2 separate regions of the Mus musculus genome follow, and region 1 is linked to region 2. Evidence: chromatin contacts called from public HiChIP or PLAC-seq data. All regions are on one chromosome and are shown on one strand. The core of a region is the stretch at or near the end of the contact, and the rest is flanking DNA. Distances in the headings are between cores, read along the strand shown. Region 1 has its middle 17 kb from the start of Gm24981. Region 2 overlaps Ebf2 (early B cell factor 2).

The links. HiChIP or PLAC-seq counts read pairs in DNA pulled down with a chosen protein or histone mark.
Region 1: a contact with region 2 is called in an H3K4me3 HiChIP or PLAC-seq map of embryonic basal ganglia, with 2.5 times the contacts expected there. The contact joins two enhancer-like sites. A contact is called at or near these places in 1 of 484 Hi-C or Micro-C datasets (nephron progenitors) and 4 of 115 datasets of contacts at active chromatin or transcription factors (embryonic basal ganglia, embryonic hindbrain, embryonic stem cells and 1 more).

Annotation. Positions count from the first base shown.
Region 1 is chr14:67,545,525-67,553,236 of GRCm38.p6, forward strand. No RefSeq gene overlaps it. Among named protein-coding and RNA genes, the nearest start is that of Gm24981, 17 kb to the right of the region's middle. Within about 2 kb of position 5,142, at least 10 of the 459 cell types and tissues checked have an H3K27ac peak or open chromatin away from gene starts, as enhancers often do.
Region 2 is chr14:67,341,076-67,347,814 of GRCm38.p6, forward strand. The region is part of intron 6 of Ebf2 (early B cell factor 2); the gene reads left to right. The region is part of intron 5 of 4930438E09Rik (RIKEN cDNA 4930438E09 gene); the gene reads right to left. Among named protein-coding and RNA genes, the nearest start is that of Gm6878, 30 kb to the left of the region's middle. Within about 2 kb of position 3,811, at least 74 of the 459 cell types and tissues checked have an H3K27ac peak or open chromatin away from gene starts, as enhancers often do.

The DNA of each region.
Region 1 (7,712 bases), core at 3,892-6,391, 210 kb after region 2:
TGTTGCTGCAATAGACGCCTCATATTGAGCAGCTAAGTTTATTTCTCACCTATAAGTGATCTATTCCAGGTTTAGGGGACTTTTGAGGCAGCTTGCCTTGTGCTGTCGATAAAGCCAGCGGCTTCCATCCAATGGCTTCCAAGATTGCCCATGTTAAAGATCATGGGGACTGTATAGCAGCTCACACCACACTGTTCAAAGCAAGTCACAGGTCATTTGTGTTCTGGTGACAGGAGACCCAGAGTCATAGGAGAAGGACAGACCGTCCGAGCTTTCTTCTTGTGCACTTGGGAAGGAGGATGGAGCACTGACAGCAACGAGGCGTACGGGTAAGGGCTCTGGGTGAGGAGATGGGGTATAGGGGTGGGAGGTTCTGAGATAGAAGCCACTCCACATCTCTGAGTGAAAAGATGAGGAGAACACCTTTTGTACCAACCTCACAGTTTTGCTGCAGTGGATAATTTGAATCAATGAATGTATTGCTCCTTAAAAAAAAAAAAAAAAAAAAAAAAAAAAAAAGCTACTCTTTCAAATCTTATCTCACAGGTACAAGGCAAAGAATAAAACAAAAACAGAACCTAAAAACCAAGCCAGTTTAGGCACCCTGAGGTCCCTATTCCAGCTCTCTCATCCTCCATAAAGGTGTCTGACACATCTGAGGCCCAGGCGAGTCTACTTTAGGATAGTGATGCTGTCCTGACCACCCTCCTGTGGGACACCGGACTTCAGAGCACCATTCACTGTAGTGTTCTTTACAAGAAGTGATTTTTATGACAGAGTATTTGCTTCTGGTTGTTTTCCCTTTTGAGATAGTGTCATGCTATGCAGACCAAGCTGGCCTCTTACTTGCAGTGATTCCCCTTGCCTCTGCCTCAGCAAGGGCTGGGGTTGCAGTTGTAAGCCACCATGCCTGGCTAATAAGGCTTTTCATCTCGTCTCCTTAGTAGTTAGAGCCTTTCCTCCTCTTCTCTCCTCCATTCTTTCAATTTCAACTTAGCATGCTCAAGTCTGCCAGCCTTCAGAGGACCTCTGCTCCAAACTTAAGGTCCCCCACTTCTCTCCCACCAGCCAGATCCCTAACATTCCTTACAAGCTTTGCTATCTTCACCATAAAACTTCCTGGAAACAAGACCACAGCACGCATGTGCCCAGTCCCATTCTTACCTTCCTTTTACTATTCTTGACCCTTCTAATTGAGCCTATGCTCCTACCATCAGTGGAAAAGGACATTGGAAAGGTCACGTGACCCGTTCATTACATTTCTGTCAGTCTCCCATTTCTGAGACACCTACCTAACGGGACTGACTCCATGTGTACCATTGCTACTCAGATTCCATTGGCCCTTTCTATACAATGCCTCTGCTTACTTGGCCCTGTTGCTGAGACTTTTTTTTTCACACCCTCCCTGGTCTTGCTCCTTCCCCTCTCCACATCCTATTGAGCCCACCTGTTCCTGGCTCCAGTCACAACCTTACTCGTCTCTCACGGCACCTCATCTCCATACTCTGCTCCTGCTCTGGTCTCAGGCTCCAGTTCTCTCTACTGTATATTATTCCCTTAGCAACTTGACAGGTCTTTCTTTATTCAGCTACAATATCTAGTTTTAAGGCTTGTAAGAAGAAAATTAATTTTTCGATGTGTGATGGTTTGTATATATGCTCTGGCCAGGGAGTGGCACTACTAGGAGGTGTGGCTTTGTTGGAGTAAGTGTGTCACTGTGGGTGTGGACTTTGAGACCCTCATCCTAGCTGCCTGGAAGTCAGTCTTCCCCTAGCAGCCTTCAGGTGAAGATGTAGAACTCTCAGCTCCTCCTGTACCATGCCTGCCTGGATGTTGCCATGCTCCCACCTTGATGATACTGGACTGAACCACTGAACCTGTAAGCCAGCCCCAATTAAATGCTGTCCTTTATGAGACTCGCCTCGGTCATGGTATCTGTTCACAGAAGTAAAACCCTAAGACACGATTGTCAAGGAAGCAGTCAGTATAGCTGGTTATATACTAAATATTGCTCCTTTTTCATTGCCTGCTTACTACCCTGTCTCATTTGCTTCCTTAGACTTGACTGGCCACCATTCACCTCTAAGATCCTTCAGAGTTTCTCCATGGTTTCAAACTCTAGACCTCATACCCCTGCCAGAGTCTCATGTCACTTCTTCATCCCCTATCATAATGGATGGTTTGCTGTTCCCTAAGTGTGCCACCCACCGGCAGTCAGATGCTTGATCTCCTCTGCCAGGAATGTGTTTCTTCTTTTCATTGCCTAGAACGTGAACCAGCCAACATATGACCTTTTCTGCCTCATATCAAGTAAGCAATAACTCCTTTGAGAAAGATTTCCCAGCCCAACATTCCTAGCCCAGATTCTCTGATCCAGCAGTTCTCACTTGTGGGTTGAAACCCCCTTTGGGGGTCGCGTATCAGATATCGTGCATATCAGACATTTATGTTGTGATTCATAACAGCAGCAAAATTACAGTTATGAAGTAGGAATGAAAATAATTTTATAGTTGGGGCTTACCACAGCATGAGAAACTGAATTAAAGGATTGCAGCATTAGGAAGGTTGAGAACCACTGCTCTAGGCAGACCCTTCTCCACACTGGCTCCACCTTCACCTTGTCAGTTAGGGGCGTAACTTAGGTAGTATGACTAGATCAATCAGATCCATTAGAAAGACAGATCATGTCCCAGGACTCACAAGGGGCTTCTTCTAGAAGGTGAGCACTCCAGAGCCTAATTCTTTCCAGATTCCTCCCCCTCCCCCCCAACTAATCTATCTCTAGCTTGCATTCCACTCCACCCCAGCATTCCAGAAGAAATAATGCCATTTATAAGAGAATGACAAGCACCCATTGATAGTGAATGAAATGGTTTCAACCATAATGTGTAGTCTGCTGATTAAACATGGTCACAAAACTTGCTGGGTTTTTTTGTTTGTTTGTTTGTTTGTTTCAATATAGAGTCTCAATTTATAGCTCTGGCTGGCCTGGAACTATATAGACTAAGCCAGTCTCAAACTCACAGAGCTCTGCCTGCTTCTGCCTCTACTTCTAAAAAGGTTGAAGTCATAGTACATAATTAAAAATATTCAAAAAAAGTGATTTGAGACTTAATAAAAGCAAAACCAAACAAACAGACAACAAAAACCACCATGGCAGAATTATCCCGGAACACCTAGTTCAATAGGACTGCATCTAGTGCTGAAACCACGAAGCATGAGCCCTGCGTCTTTGAAAATGCCACAATGAAATACATTAACCTGCATGCTGACATAAAAACGCTAATTTGTGAGGCTGAAGAGATGGCTCAGCAACTAAGAAGACGGTTGCTCCTCTAAAGGACCTTGGTTTGAGTCCCAGCACTCAGAAGGCAACCAACTCACCACCAGCTGTAACTCCAGTCCCACAGGATCTGGCGCCCTCTTCTGGGCTTCTCTGGTACTAGGTGTGCATGCGGTATACAAAAGGACATGACAGCAAAATATTCAAAATCATAAAATAAGAAAACATTTCTAACTGAAAATAAATTGTAGAAGATATTAATTGAATAAAATTAAAAGTGTAAAATAGCATGCGGCAATGATCTGACCCCTTTACACAAATTCCACAATCACTATCTCTATGCTTCCTGGCTCTATTTTGTAGACATTTACAGATGCTTTCTGACAAAAATAGGACCACGGAAAGCAAAGACCTGTTCACACTTACATCAACAACGTTCTCACTGCTGATAGAGGAAATCAACTCGGAAATAGGTAATGCCAAACGGGAGACTAAGCAGCCTGTTGAATACACAAGAGCCCGGCTTCTCTATCCCTTCCCTTCTTACACACACACACACACACACACACACACACACACACACACACACATACCATCTCTCCTTAATAATTCAGAGGTTTCTTTGCATTCTTTCTCTGAGCTCAGGCCTCAAACTATTTATTTTTTCTTGCTGCAATCTTTCCAGGGTACACTTTTATCAGCATTTCAAAGGAGCATCACTTGGGTAATTTTTAGTTGATAGTTGATTCCACTTTTTATATGGGTTAGAGGTCACTAGCTTACTAAAACATATTCCTTATTTCTAGTCGTCCTGTGAGGGGTGGGTTTTCTATTCTTTGTTAGTTTGAATCATTTAAAAAAAATGATAAAAAGACAAACATGTGTCCTTTTATGAAGTCCCTATTCTATAAGACACATAAGTCTCATGGTCTCACTGGTAGAACTACCCTGCCGTGGGACTCTGAGGAGTAAGGTTGGGGCAGCTGGTGGGAATGCATCTCATTGGCTGAAATTTCTAATGTGTGATATAACGGGCTCTCACTGGCTAGAGGTTGGTGGCAGCCCTCCCCAAACGCAGCCCAGACCCTAAAGATTCAGCAAACCCCTTTTGGTGTCAGATAAGTCTGAATTTGAACAAGAGTTGGTTGCCCTGAGTTCAAGGCCAGCCTGGTCTACAGAGTGAGTTCCAGGACAGCCAGGGCTACACAGAGAAACCCTGTCTCGAAAAACAAACAAACAAACAAAACCCCAAAACAACAACAACAAAGGTGTTGGCTGCCCTTTTCTAATGTGTCAATAATAAATGCATTGCACTGACGTTTCTTCAGCAGGGGGCACCACAAAGAGCAGAGGCAGGACACGATGAAGCTAGTGGCAGACCTTTCTCTGACTCCTGACCATGCCCTTCCCTCTAGCACCTATGCTTCCCACCCAAACAACTCTGAAAAAGAACCAAACCAATCAACCAACCAACCAAAACCCCAAAACTCCCTAACGTGGCACTGTCTGAAGCCAACAGAACTTTTTTTTTTGCCTTAAAACTCCCTGTACCCCAAAGGGTAATACTTTGTCTCTATTTATATCCACCTAGAAAGGTATAGGTATAATGTATATCTACTATCTCAACGTACAATCGTCACGTGATTTTTTTCCCCATTATGAAATCTCTGTGGATTTTTTTTTCCTTGATATTCTGGAGAGGATGCGGTCATAGCAGCTGTTGGGGAAATATTGCCTCCTCTTTGTTCTGAATGCTGTTTAAACATTGGCAGGGGGCCTCATTAAAGATGAATCGTTGAATTAGCAAGTAGCATTGTAGCTTGAGGAGGCAGCATGTGCTCCTGTGGTGAAAACAGATTTGCACAAAGGAGGGAGGGTTAGGGGGATGTGGGGGTGGGAGGTGGACAGAGGATGAAAAGACAGAGACAGAGCAATGTCAAGTGCTTTGCAATGGCTCCCTAGCCTGCCCAGGGCAGCAGAGAGGCACCAGCCATGCAGAAAGGATCCCCAGCAGAGTCCTGGCTTTTGGGGGTGTGAATGTGAAAAGGAGCCCCTTCATAAGAGGGTAACTGGGTTATTCATAACCTTTTCCTTCCTTCAGACTGTGGTGAATGATTGCCCTGTGGCCTTTGATGATGGAAACCTTGGGTACCAACAGCCCTTGGGCTGTCAGCATTATTTAGCCAGTGACTAACTCTGTCCCTATTCCATGCCTCCTGTCATAGAGGCGGCAAAGAGGCAGGAGCAGTTTGCTTGTTTTGAATGTCTTTTTCCTATGTTTAAGTCCTTTCTCACGTTCATGAAGGTTTCCATCTGATTTGGAGTTTAGTGATACCGCAGACAAGCCTCAGGGACTCCTGCGGAACCAACTGGTCCCATTCAGGAGGTGCGCATCCCCACGTCTCCCGAGTCTCTGTCTCATTACTCAAGGAGGCTGTCTTGTGGGTGTGTGGTTGCCTGCGATCCTATTCTTTCTCCTGAGTTCTGATGCATTAAATTTGTGAAGTAAAAAGAAAGAGAACAGAGAGCAGAGAGACAAAAGGATATAAGGTAATATAAAGTGATATAAACTCTACTACATATCAGACGCTATGCTAAGTGCAGTGGCCCAATCATATTAATTATCTACAGTAGTAGCCCAGGGGTTTTATCCCCATTTTACATGTAAAGAAACCAAGTCTCATAGAGAATAACATGCCTTCAGTGGCATGACTGATAAATGGCCCAGCTAGAATTCAAACCACATCTAACTGACTGCAGACTTGAGTCCTGGGTCTACTACTCTTAATGTACATTTGCATGTACGGTAGGAAACAGGATTTGTGTGTGAGAGTGAACAGTCTAAAGTAGGATCCTGAAAGGCTTTGTCTCCAATTAACTCTCCCCCTTGGATCTGAAGACAATCCTGGCTCAATTCCCTTCAGGAAACCATCTCCTCTCTCCTTTAATTCTTGCCCAGCTCCTGAGGTCACCACCTTTGGAGGCAAAAAGGACCAAGGAGTCAACATCCTAACAAACAGGGCTTCAGAATCTTGTCCTTTTGAGCTGTTCTGTTGGTGAAGGTCACGTTCCTTGCCTGAGGGCTCAATGCAGATCTGCTAGCTTGCTCCCTTACCAAGCAGCCCCCAACCCTTCCTTCTAGGAACCTGGAGACTTTGTTTTTATACAGCAAAAACTGATTTACAAACAGCTCAGCGGGTAATTTACACCAACCATTGGAGCTGAGAGAATGGTGGACAGAGTTTCCGGTCCCCAGACACCAACCACATCATCACACTCCTTCCCTCTTGCATGGGTTTGAGGACAGACAGACATCATAGTGACATCAAGGATCTCATTATGACAATAAAACAGAGCTATGAGGTGGCTCACATTGGTTTTTATCCAGGTTTTTTGAGTCACCAGAACAGAGTTGGCATCACTGGATTGTTGGATGGCAGAGACACATGAACCGAAAGACAGTCTGATTTACAAGCACACACGAGGCTGGTTTCTGCGCATGTGCATGTACACGGCTATGTGTTTGTGTGTATATGACCTAAATCATATTAATTATCCACAGCAGCAACCCTGGGAGGGTTTATTCCCATTGTACGTGTAAAGAAACTAAGTCTCAGAGAGAATAACTCACCTTCAATGGCATGGGTGATAAACGGCCCAGCTGGAATTCAAATCACACCCAACTGACTGCAGACTGGAGTCCTGGATCTGCTATTCTTACTGTACGTTAGCATACTGGGTAAGAAAAGGGATTTGTGTGTGAAAGTCAAGAGGCTAAAGTGGGATCCTGAAAGGCTTTGTCTCCAATTAACTCTCCCCAGGGGAGCTAAAGAGTTCCTGGGTCCTCTCAACACTGTGTTGTGTATTTGTTGTGATGGCAGGTGTGTCATCTGAGTGATACAATGACACAGTGTACCCTCTTGATCAAAGCAGGCAGGTTTCGGTCATCTCAGTCTGCCTTTCTGAGCTGTATGATCTTAGTCAACCTCACTGGCCTCGGTCTCATGTTTGACACTTTCAAAATGGGAATATCGAGGGTTCATTTTTGATCAGGTCAAGAGATGACTAAGGTACTTGTGAAACATGTACATGAAGGTGATTCTAGAGACATCTAACTGATGGGGTTGATGGAAGGATCTGTCCTGGATGTTGGCAACACCATCTAACCGGCTGAGGTACTTGACTATGTAAAAGAGGAAAGAAGAAAGCCAACACTCCCCTTTCTCTGCATCTTGATCTGCCCAGATGTGAGCAAGCTTCCATGGCTTCCCTGTTGTGATAAGCCCAAACAAACCTTTCCTGCTTGAAATTGCTTTAGGGCAGGTATCAGGCCATAGCAACAATGATACAGTAACCAATGCAGGTGGAGACTGTTATAAAATACCCAAGAGAAGCCACTTAGGCCGGGAAGGACTGGTTCTAGCTCACA
Region 2 (6,739 bases), core at 2,561-5,060:
GCACTGAATTTTAAAATAATGCTCTCAGCCTGAAAAATCCCCAGTGATGTCAAAGAAAATCATTAGAAAAATAAGAAGAGCAGAAAAGGTGGTGGTGGGGGGGATTTGAGCTTTGTTGGTCAGAATATGAACTGCTACCCTTGTTTGTCTCTGAGTTTTGTTAAGTTTCTCATTTTGTCTTAATAGTGAGGTCACCCTGCAGAAAAATGCACGGTAGCTGTGTTCTTGTGGAGCAGAAGGGAAAGATGAGACTGAAAGGTACAAACACCATGTCCCTCACTGGGAGTCCTTGCAGGGGCAGGGCAGGGGTGAGGGCTTCTGAGAGACTCAGCAGTGAGCAGATGAAAAGGGACAGTCTCCAGTGTCTTGGAGACAGCTGATCATGTGCAAGGTTCCACAGCATGATGAAAGGAGCTGTGGCAATCCTTTAAGACTCCCTATCTTCCCAGGACCGGTCATAATTTACAAGTAAGGACACGAAGGCTCAGAAATCTCTAGCGATGTGTCTGCCACCCTGTGACTAACATGGCAGAGCCGAGATTAGAACCTTGGTCTTTGGGTCTTAGCCTGCTATGGTCAGGTCCTCACTGACCCCTCACTGAGGAGAGCAGATGACTTTGTCTTATGGTTGGGACGATGGTTCTTCCCATCCTTCTGCAAGAACAGGCTTGGATGGCTTCCCCTCAGCCACAAATCAGATCTTATCATCGTCCCCACCAATGACCAGCCACAGCTCCAAGTCACCAACTGTTAAAGATGGAGTGTTTCTCATATTTCAATTTAGTACTTATGAGATTGGGTACGTATCATCTGTATTTGCTGTCAATGAAGGATGAATTTTAACAACTGTATAAGTAGAGCCAAAAAAAAAAAAAAAAAAAAAAAACCCACAAGGAAGGAGAAGAGAAAACTAGGCTTTTTATTTTTTTCAAAGTAAAGGAGGAAAAAAAAAAAAAAAAACCAACACAAGCACAAAGGAACACCCTGGCTAAGAGTGGGAGGGGAAAGCGGTGGGAGCTAATACCTCAAGATGCATTGAAACATTTTAGGGAATTAGGGAATTCTGATCTCTTGAAAAAAAAAAGGAAAATTAATATTAAAGACAAGCTGTGAGTTTCCATCTGGCCTTGCCGCTTTCGACTAACGCTTCCATGACGGAATTCATCTGTCCATCAACTGTCAAAAATTCTCCTGTCAGTAAATCCCACGATACCCCGGCAAGCCCACCCCGCTCAAAATATTCCTTGCCACAAACTATTCCGAATTCTGAATCCCTTTTCTCAGATCTCCCCACTATAAGACATAAAAGTTGTGGCTTCCTACCACCTCAGCTCCATTTTCTCTCTTCCTTTCCTCTCCCCTCCAACCCATCCTCTAGTATCAGGGTACAGGGGAAGCTGTATGGTAAAATTGGGGATCCCCCGGTCGCTGAGAGTCTGCATTCCCACCAAGATTCGTCCAAGCTCTTCTGCTGGCGTCTGACAACAGACAGCCCACATCTGTTTTAAAACATGGAGTACTTATGAAGTGTGAACTCCCTACTGTTTAATGTAACTACGTGACTATTTAATGTACACAGTGGTAGAGGCACTCAGAATGCCAAACTGTTGTGACATGCCTGAAGGACATATATAAACACAATGTACTGTGGTTTATTGTCACAAAGAGCATCGATGCCACCAATAGGAAGATCTGACTGCTTGCCATTGGAGGCAATTGAGGAAGGAAAAATGTCTGAGGTGCTTTCTCTGGACCTGTCACTCCAATCCATCCCATAATTCATACAGGATAGATGACTCGACCTGTAATACTTCCAGAATGGGCTTTTTAAAACATTCCGTTTCAATTGCTTAAATTCCAGATTTTTTGCAATGAGTTGTCCTTTAAGTTAATCTGAGTGTGTGATGCAGTGGACACAGGAGGATGCAGAGCTACTAAAGGCTTGGCTTCTTGTGGAAACTTGGTTCACCTTTGGGGGACTGAATGAAGAGTTTTCAGGTGGTAGAAACGTCAGGTAACACTTTGGTATTGCTTGCGGCTGACTTGGGGACATTAGTTTTCTATGCATTATTATCGACAGAGAAACATCTACAGCCTTTGCCTGTGTTAATACCTAAATAAAAGGCAAGGTTTTAAAGCTTTGCAAAAAATTTTTTTATACATTTCTCCCAAAGGTGAATTCTCATACCTTCTGACATCTCATTAATCGATTGACCAGAATCTGTTATTTTTACATTCCGTTGCTACAATTCTAATTAACCTTTGCTAGTTAAATACTTACCCCCCAAAATTGTAGCCCTTTTCCTCTAATGCAAAAATTTCAGGAAAACCTTTTTCTTGTTGTTAGCCCTTAATTAGGCATTAAGTGGGCAGGGATGGGTGTTTCATGGCATCTACTGCTCCTCGTAAAGGGTTTTTGAAATGTTAGGATAAAATCTTAAGGTACAAAACACATAGGAAGTGTGTGCTGCACCAAAGCTTCGGAGATAGATCAGGCTCTCCTTAGACATACAGTTCTCACGCTTTTAAAATTCTAGGCCGACATGTCTCAGAAAATAAATACATTCATGGTAAGCAATATGAAATGTTTCTCCAAAGAACAGCAACAAAACACACCCCAGGAGAATCGCTGGAGGCTGAGAAAGAGAAGGACCCACTTTAAAGATAAACCTTAAACTGATACTGCTGTGGATTTTGGAACGTTCAGCCTCACTCATTATTTCTAGATGCAGGAAGACCCCGTTATTCAGCACGCTTATCCCAGGCCCTGCCTATGTGATTTGGGGTTCCTCTAGACTTTTAGGTTACTGTGTCCTGTTGTTTGAAGAATTTTCTCTAATAACTTAGCTGTCAGATTAGTGAATCTGAGTGGGTCTTTTAGGGAAAAAAAAGTGGTAAATGTTCTCTTCCTTCCGTATAAGTACAGGCCGTGTCCTGTTCAAGGGCTAAGGACGTTCTTTTAAAGCTTATTTTAAAATGACAGTTTGAAGAACCCAAGGCCAGAAAAACTCAGCCACACGACCCTGAAAGGGCAGGAAACCACTTTTTTTTTTTTTTGCAGATCTGGGGAAATGGAAAGTTTGGGTCTGAGGTCTTGTAGAAACAGATTGGCATTTTAAAAAAATGTAGTGAATGTGCTGGTGTGGCCCGGTCGCAGTTTCATAGCATATTCTCCAGTTTTCACGAGAGACGCGGCTCACCGCCCCCTCTACCCCCCCCCCCCCCCCAGCAATCCCATTCTGTGTAACACCTCACACTGCTCCTAACGGCGAGAAGTTTCTGGTTACAGGGCTGCAGTGGCCGTCTAACATTACCAGTCTTCCGCAGCCTCCAAACGGGACTTGAACAAGGCTTTTTGTTTTAATCTCCTTTCTCCCCGCTGGTTGCAACTTTGGGAGGGGACGCCAAGGTTCGCCACGCAAACAGGGTTAGTGCCTCTTTAAGGAATATTTAAATTGCATTTCCTACTGTCAGTTAAGTCTCATCAATCATGTTTTTAATTAAAAAGAAGGACATCTACATCCCACTTCCCACTCAAAGTGCATAATGAAATTGTAGATTGGGGCTGGGCTAGAGAATCTCAGCTCCGCTTTGTGCATCCAGTGGGGGAAGCAGGGAGGTCAGAAACAGTGGCGCATACGCAAGTGGCAAACAAATAACACTCCTGATAGGGCCGGGTGACATGTGTCAACCCTTGTCATCGAGAAACAAGAAAGGCAATGTGCCCAGACAAAGGGTAGGGTGGAATCTCTACACAGTGGCAGAACCTGACCCACGCGCGAGGGCTTTGTGTAGCAGACGCGGTCTCTCATTGTTCTGTGACTGCCTCCCCAGTACCCCTGACAACAGCCATCGCCGCTGGCATTCCACCCTGACATCTGTTCAGCTTTATTGATGCGGCCCTGGAGGAATTCCCAGTGTAAACAGGGAAATTCTCTAAGGGAGCCCCGTGTTGTAAAAGGATGAGCTGCACAACGCAGAGATTTAACCACTATTTAAAGGTGTGACACATGATTGAAAGTGACTTGATTTTTCCCCCCTTTCCAATCCCACCTCCCTCTCCACCCTTAACTGTATTTGGCACAAACTAGCTTCAGCGACACCCCACCTCCCTCTGCTCCTTGCTTTGTTTTCCTGATGTATAACTGTTAGGAGAAATGAAGGATGGGGGTTGGGGGTTGCTGAGTACCACCATCCAAAACAGCCATTAAAAAAAAATTCTGGGTTACAGTCAATTGCATCTAGTTTGTTGCGCTGGGATCCTGCCTGCTGCCCACCCACACTCCTGGCAAGAAACAGCTTGAAAGTCACTTGGTCCTGTGGCAGAGGCCAGTGGGGTGGGCTTTGTCCTCCCACTAAGCAGCAAGTGTGGCAGTTTACAGCCCCAGAGTGAAACCTGGTCGGACAAATTCTGGCCATGCTCTGCTTCAGGGACTTAACTATGGAATTTTGGCAATGGAACCATAGGATGGATATATATATATATATATATATATATATATATATATATATATATATATCTCCAGACCTGATGGGACGTGCAAAGCATCCGTCATTGCTCTAGCAAATGCATGTTTGCTCCAAGGCCAGTTCTAAAATGTTGCAGCTTAGATCAACTTCTTGGCAGACATTCAAGTATAGGGAGTGTCGCACAAGCTCTGGCCACTAACATTTTGTTGCTTCAGTTAAATGTGCAGCACTGGCTGGGCCCTGTGCACTGTGACTGCATGGAGTGAGCATTGAACTTGACTTGGACTGTGGGGGTGGAACGTATTTTGCCAGGCTGTGGGTCGTAGTTCCAGACCCTGCTGATAGATGGCAAAATTGAAAAGCTACAGTGATTTCCTCTTGGGCTGAATCAGAATAAATGAGGTTCTGGGTTACCATAATCAAGGCAAAAGAAAATGGCAACATTATCAGAGTATGAAGTCCAAAGCCACAAAAGAAAAGTCTCTCTAGGGGAGTGTTTTCAAAGAACAGAAATCTAAAAGAAGGTGGGTGTGTGTGTGTGTGTGTGTGTGTGTGTGTGTGTGTAAGGGGTTATCTGTGTCTAAGTGGATAGTGTATGGGTGTATCTGTGTATATGATGGAGATTATGTGTGTCTAAGTGTGGTGTGTATATAAACTTTAATTCGTAGGCTGGTTTTCACCTAGTGTGTTAATATTGGCATTCAGCTATCTGGTCTTTCCCCTACATTCTACAAGGCAGCAGGACTTCAAGTGGAAGTCTTCAGAAGATCGGACTCACATCTCCACAGTTTAAATGTTTCACTTAAAGCAATGGAAACACTGTATAGATTTTTGTTTCTAAAAGTAACTTATGTGTAGCATACTCATTTCACACAGTTTAGAAAATATGAACAAAAAGTACAAAATGAGAAGGAAATGGCCCCAGTAAACCACCGCCCAATCAGAGTGGTAACCCTTCAGAGTTACCACTCTTCCTGTCTTCCCTTTCTCTTTCAAAAACAAAAACAAAAAAAAAATAGTGTGGTGATTTTACATTCTCGCCCTTTAATCTGTTTACTTCTTAGCACATCTGCCTTTTGGTGTCATCGGATACCCTCTTATGACATCACTGAGTAACTGTCATCTTTGGGACAAATATAGTTTCTACTATTTTGTCCTTTGTAGGCAGTACTACAAAGAACATCGCATGGCAGGGAGAGCTTTCCGCATAGGAAAAGCTCCTTTAAGACAAATCCTGGACACAGGGTTCTGGGGCTGGTGGCTGTGCATGCTCTCAGAGATCCTCGGTCATATTGCTTTAGAGCCAGAGAGATTGTCCCAACTTCGACTCCCTCTGTAGTAGATAGGAGGGTTCTGGAATAGAAGCCCAGTGGGCGCATTCAGGGATTCCCTTATAGCGCAGCAGACTGCACAGGGAAGCCAGAGTCCCTTCTCTATAGATACACGGCGCGCTTCTAATTAATATGTCCCTTCCCGGTCCCTTCCCATCTGTATTTTTCTGCCACAGTGATGGAAAGCAGCGAGTACTAGCATCTCCGTGCTGATAAAAGACACAATTCTAACGACATCCTACGTTCCTCCCTGTCAATTTAAAATGAAAAATAAGTTAACGTTGACATTTTCGCCAGTCACAGCTTTTAGCCCAAACTGAAAATAGGATCCAGATCTAGTTCCAAATGGGATGTGGTGGTCCTCCAACATGCAAACCAGGACCTGTTGGAAGGCAGAGGATGAAATAGCTCTCAGGTTTTTGTTATTGTTGTTGTTTAATGAGGGGGGGCCACCCTTGCATCCATGCATGTTGATAACTGTCCCTTTAAGCAGACTGCCTTTCCTGAGTCAGAATCTATCTTTTGGGGATTCAAAATAATTTTGCAACAGTGGATACAGGCCTTCTTTATGTGTTATTGGTCTGGGAACAGCAACAGATTAAAAAAAATATTACCGGGTCAAATAACAGCTGTTATTATTAAGTTCAGCTTTTATTATCAATTTGCCAGTAGATTCCGGCAGTTAAAAAAAAAAAAAACCGCATCTGAGCTCTCACTAATCAGTACCCTCATTCTGATAATATTCTAACGACTGTCAATTTACTTCAGTGCTGCCATTTGCAGAATTTTCCAATTAGCAGCAAACCTGTTCCACCTTCTCCTGTAATTACGGGGGACTCAGTTCAGATCAGCTGCGGCCAGACAGCGCGTGCACGATGTGATGTAGTTGCCAGAATCACTGCGATGTTGTTTTTAACCTTCGCATGCGCTGGCACAGC